Linked DNA regions of Sus scrofa: region 1 is linked to region 2. Evidence: chromatin contacts called from public HiChIP or PLAC-seq data. All regions are on one chromosome and are shown on one strand. The core of a region is the stretch at or near the end of the contact, and the rest is flanking DNA. Distances in the headings are between cores, read along the strand shown. Region 1 overlaps MACC1 (metastasis-associated in colon cancer protein 1). Region 2 overlaps LOC110255482 (a long non-coding RNA gene).

Region 1 (2,700 bases), core at 42-2,541, 220 kb after region 2:
AAATAAAAATTTAAAAAAGAAAAAAATAATAATTCTTTAAAAAAAAAAAACTAAGGGAGTTCCCGTCGTGGCACAGTGGTTAACGAATCCGACTAGGAACCATGAGGTTGCGGGTTCGGTCCCTGCCCTTGCTCAGTGGGTTAACGATCCGGCGTTGCCGTGAGCTGTGGTATAGGTTGCAGACGCGGCTCGGATCCCGCGTTGCTGTGGCTCTGGCATAGGCCGGTGGCTACAGCTCCGATTCAACCCCTAGCCTGGGAACCTCCATATGCCGCGGGAGCGGCCCAAGAAATAGCAACAATAACTACAACAACAACAACAACAACAACAAAAGACAAAAGACACACACACAAAAAAAACAAAAACAAAAACAAAACTAAGGAAGTAGAATGTAATTGCATGATGCACAAAGATCCTGATAAACTTTGAAAACATCATGTAAAGTTTTGAAAAAGCCATATTTGAGCTACAAAGTTGAAGGTCATTATTCTTTACACTCAACTTCAGATGGAACGAAAAAGTTTGAGTCAAATTTTGATCATCTAGTAGACTTAACATCATGACTTTAGGAGAAATGATCCAAAGCTATCATTTATTGTTGTTTTTTTTTTAATTTTTATTCCTTATGATATATAGGCTTATTATGTCCACTAGAATATATGGGTAATTTCATTTATATAAATATTTATTTAATAAAAATCATTTCAACATAAACAATTACAAGGATCATAAGAAGAAAACACCACTCCCTAGCGGTGAAACTCTGAAATACCAAAGTCATGAGGGCAGACTTTCTTCCAGTTACTGCACTGACTCATCCAAGTAGAGAAGGAAATTAGAGGAAGGTCTAAGTTTAGGTATTAGCAAAGAAACCTCAGGAAGACAACATATATCTGGATGTCCCAGAGAGTACAGGATACCTGGGGTATGGAGAAAAGTGGGGGGAAGAGAAGCAAATCACTGCCAAAAAGATATTGATCAAAGCATTACCTAATCCCTTTCCATAAGTGCTGGGAAAAACCTGGCACTAATTAAACTAGTGCCTGGGTAAAGTCCCAGGGACTTTTCTGAACCAGAATTAGGCACTGGATCCAAAGGCAGCATGGGAGATCAAGAGGGATAAAGAGCCAAGTGTATAATGCTAGTTCAGGGTATAAACAATGAGCAAAGTGGGACTGCCAAGGACTCAATTTAATGGATAGTGGGGCAGAGGGGATAAAAGGGAATCCACTGGCCAGTGTAAACATTTAAAGCTTATCCTGACAAGTGAACATTTTATCCAGGCTCCACCCTATGCTTATTCAGTCATGTCTTGATAAGCTCCTGAAGTCTGCCCCTGGTCCAAGTCTCCATTATGGAGTTCTCCATTCAGATCTCAGTCTCATTTTTAGTCTCTCCAGTTTCCTTCTAACGAAACAATATTTTCATAAGGGTCAGTGATTTATAAGTCAAATTACATTTATATTATCCAAATTATTCAATCAGAAGAATAAATCTCATACACCCCAAGAAGCCTTGCTATAAAACAAATCCTTCAAATGGAAGATAAAATAGGACTGATAATTGGAATTGGCAAAACAATGAAGAGTTTGTGAAAACAAGATCTACAAAGTAGTAAATCCTTTGTCCACAGAAGTATGATGCTGAGATTGTGGAGAGAAAAGCTTTTCTAAATTATTAAAGACTGTAAAATACTTAAAAATGCAAACCTCTTTACAAATACTAGATCCTACGTGAATTCTTTTTTTTCTTTTTTTTAAGAAATAGATTTATTAAGATAAGACACTTTTGAGAGATACAGGTGGGCAGGCCAAGGAGGCTCTGCCATGAATTATTATTCTGGTGGCAGTAAAAAGGGAGGATGATAATAATAGTAATTTGAATTTATGGATGGCCTATCATTTTAGACACTTGTCTTTTGAAAATCAGTTCATTAATCCTCAGGACTATCTTAGCAGAAAAGTAGCTGATGTTATTAGCTCTTTTTACAGATAAGAAATTGAGACACAGACAGATTACATGGTTTATACAATACTTACGCAAGGAAGCTGGGAGTAGAAGGGAAAATCATTAGCTACAAAGGTGGGAATGTGGTCACAGACAAAGAGCTGGCAGAACTGAACTTCTCCAATTCAAACACACTAAAAAAAAAAAAAAAAGGCACCATCCTAGACAAAGATATCTGAGGCAAAAGGGAATTACCCAGAGAAGGGACCTGGGAGTACGTGGTAGAGTGTCAAATGCAGCAGCTCAGCCCAGGAAATACTGATAAGTACACAGGTGAAATGCTTGGCCTGCCTTACTCAGCACAATAGACACTCTGGCAACCTCTTGGCCTGAAGCCAACACCATGCTCTAGTACCACCCTCCCCCACCACACCCTCCAACAACAGGAAGATCATCACATAATTATGAGGAAACAGTCACTTCAGAGCCATATTCTGAAATGAGGATTAGAATGAGGGAATAGGCACAATTGCTTAAATTAAATAGGAAGTACATAGCAACAACAGAGAACTTATGAACATAAGAATTAAACCCCAAAAATGAATGAAGAGGAAATCATAGAGGTGAGTAGTAGTCAAAAGAACATAAAGTGTTATTCAAAAATAATATCACAGAATAATCCACTTTCAATCCTTACAAACTTCTTCAATAAAAATACATTATTTTATTTTAAAATAATTCTTATTTATTTTT
Region 2 (2,707 bases), core at 101-2,600:
CTTACTTATTTCATTTTTTTCTTACTGTATAAATAAAATGTAATTTTATTAAATCCTGGAAAAATAGGTCACTATGATGGAAAATAGGTTAAAATTGTTTTTAGGGTACTCACAAATAAGCAGGTAAATTTAAGCAGATATTACCAGCAAATGTGCAAAATGACTAAGAAAGAGGACATAACAAGGAAAGTCAACACTTTCTAGGATCCCTAGTGGTGTACTCATCCTGAAATGCCTTGTAAACAAGGTATCTGTTTTGACCATGAGGAATAGAGTATTATTTATATTTATACACTGTTTTCATCCCTTAAAAATATAAGTTCTAATTTTAATGAAACCCTCAAGGTATTCCCTTTTCCAAACAAGAAAATTAACAGTCCAGCATATGGCTTCTTTCTTGTATTGTGCTATTCCATTATCAGTTTTACAAGAGTTCTCCTCAGATAATCCTCAAATCTCCATCATTTGGAGTTGTTGCTTTAAGATATTTAAGTAATTGCTTATGACTGGGTAACACTGTCTAATTCCATGGGATTCACTAGTACTCAGGTAACCATGCAGGGGTCTAAAGCAACCCAGGAACAGAGATACTATGAAATGTGTTTTCAAAGATCGGAGGCCATAGCCTAATGTTATCTCCAGAGAAGGGGTCCAGAGGGAGAGCTTAGTAATTTAAAACAACTGACACCCCATAGTTATCCTTAGAACAGTATATCCTTTTGGACAAATGCCAGAATGTTCTCTGACATGCTTTATATAAAGCCCCCAAACTCCTAGTTCCTAATAAGGTCTGTTCACTAGTTATCATAGATAGATCATTTTCCCCAAACAGTGCTGTTTCCTGCAGATTACTTAAGCATATGCTGATTTATGGCTCTGCTACAAGCAAAATAAAATTCCTTATTTCTTGAATTCAAAACTCCAAAAAGATTATTTTTAAAAAAACAGTATGTTCACATTATGCACTTGTCTAGTCATAAATACATAGTTACACAGTTTCCTAAGCCATTGGCAAAGTTTGTGGCTCTGTACTTACAATAAATTGTGGAATATGCAAATGGACAAAAAGATATATGGGAACGTTCTTCAGGAGAAAAAAAAAAGAGTTGAATGTGATGGTTTGTACATTCTCTTAGGTAAATCATTGAGACTGGTTAATTGTCTTTCTTTTTAAAATCTCCCAAGCATGAAGATAATTTTGAAATTCTGGCCAAATCAGCTATTGCTGGAATTCATAGAACAGATTTGGAGTTACCAATTTAAACTTCATAGTTGACTGAGAATCCAGCTGTGTTGGCTCAGCCAGAGAGTGTAATGGAAGGTTAGACATGTGACATAATCTGACACCACGCAAGAAGGAGTGGAGGGAGGAGAGCCTTCAACAGAGAATAGCTCTTCCACAGACACTGATCAGCAGAGAGGGGGTGATTTTTTTCTCATTGGAAACAGGCTATTGACATGAAAGAAAAAAATTTTGTGTCAATTGTAGAAATAATTGCCTTGCTCTTCAGTTCGCATGGTTTGGGGCAGCCAGCAGCGGACCATAAACCCCATGTCCCAGAGGTGTGAAAAGCTCTCTGCTTTGCACAATGAGCCAAATGGTCAATTAAAGTGAATGTGAGAAGGAGTGATGCCAAATACAAAGGCATTTTCTGTGGTGGCTATTTTTAACTATGTGCAATATCTTTTGACCTATTTCCCCTTGCTTGGCTATCTTCAATGTTCACATTCCTAAGGATGACTCGTCTGAGTACTATGCAGATAGTTTCTTCATTACCAAGTTGGGTAAAAGAAGGTGGGGTAACAACCCTGAAATAAAGGCTTAGCCTTTTGGCAAGCTCACATAGGGCTTGAGGAGTTTACTTGTCTTGCTTTGCTAGTCATGTCTCTTCAGTTTCTTGCCTGGAGATGTCTAGTTCTACTTCTGATGTGCAGTGGTTCTAGGAAGCACTTCTCAACATCATTCATGGGGAAAGAGACCTTTAAATAGAAGTCACCTTCTCCTCTTCCATTTTTTTAAAAATAAAATCACAAATATATTCTAGGAATACTTGATATTCTGGATTCTGCATTCCCCAAATGCCGAAAGGAATCCTGATTCTGAGTGGGCACATATATAAATACACACATCGCCAAACACACATTGTGTACAAGGGTCTAGTGGAGCTGCTTTAAAGGTGAGGATGTAGAATTCCCTCAAGAGGCAAATCTATTATGTCTGTTTAGGTAGTTACCTTGGAACCACATCTTGGAATATGCCCGATGATGTCTCTACTACATCCCCCACTTTATACCCCATGACCAGGAGGGGAAATAGGAGTGTTCCTCCTTGTTTAGGGGCTGAAGGAATGGAGAAGTCAGGAGAGAGGGTTTGCAGTCATGTAAAATCCATCACCATGTATGGAGCTCATACTTCTTTGCGAGAGCTATGTTGACAACCAAAATATTTTTTCCCTGAGGTATCCCACTAACCCCATTTCACCTTGGTACTTGGGTTGATAAGTTAAATGTTGCCAGATTAGTTTGGTGCTGCCAAGGCAATAAAAGAAAGCATCACAATTCCCATTCTATAAAATTCTGGCACATTGTCACATTGTGAGAAAAGATGGGAGCAAGCTCAGGTTCACTTTACCTGATAGAGAATATGTTTGAGAGCTACCAGCCTTCATCTATCTTTGACTTGCTATAAGCCTCATGGAATAAGGAA

What was found. HiChIP or PLAC-seq counts read pairs in DNA pulled down with a chosen protein or histone mark.
Region 1: an H3K27ac HiChIP or PLAC-seq map of alveolar macrophages shows a contact between it and region 2. The contact joins two enhancer-like sites. A contact is called at or near these places in 1 of 47 Hi-C or Micro-C datasets (embryonic fibroblasts) and 1 of 2 datasets of contacts at active chromatin or transcription factors (alveolar macrophages).

What each region holds. Positions count from the first base shown.
Region 1 is chr9:89,191,615-89,194,314 of Sscrofa11.1, forward strand. All of the region lies in intron 2 of MACC1 (metastasis-associated in colon cancer protein 1), which reads right to left. Among named protein-coding and RNA genes, the nearest start is that of MACC1, 150 kb to the right of the region's middle. Within about 2 kb of position 1,292, at least 20 of the 83 cell types and tissues checked have an H3K27ac peak or open chromatin away from gene starts, as enhancers often do. A contact at or near this core is called in alveolar macrophages, where this site is marked.
Region 2 is chr9:88,973,656-88,976,362 of Sscrofa11.1, forward strand. The region is part of intron 2 of LOC110255482 (a long non-coding RNA gene); the gene reads right to left. Among named protein-coding and RNA genes, the nearest start is that of TMEM196, 120 kb to the left of the region's middle. Within about 2 kb of position 1,351, at least 22 of the 83 cell types and tissues checked have an H3K27ac peak or open chromatin away from gene starts, as enhancers often do. A contact at or near this core is called in alveolar macrophages, where this site is marked.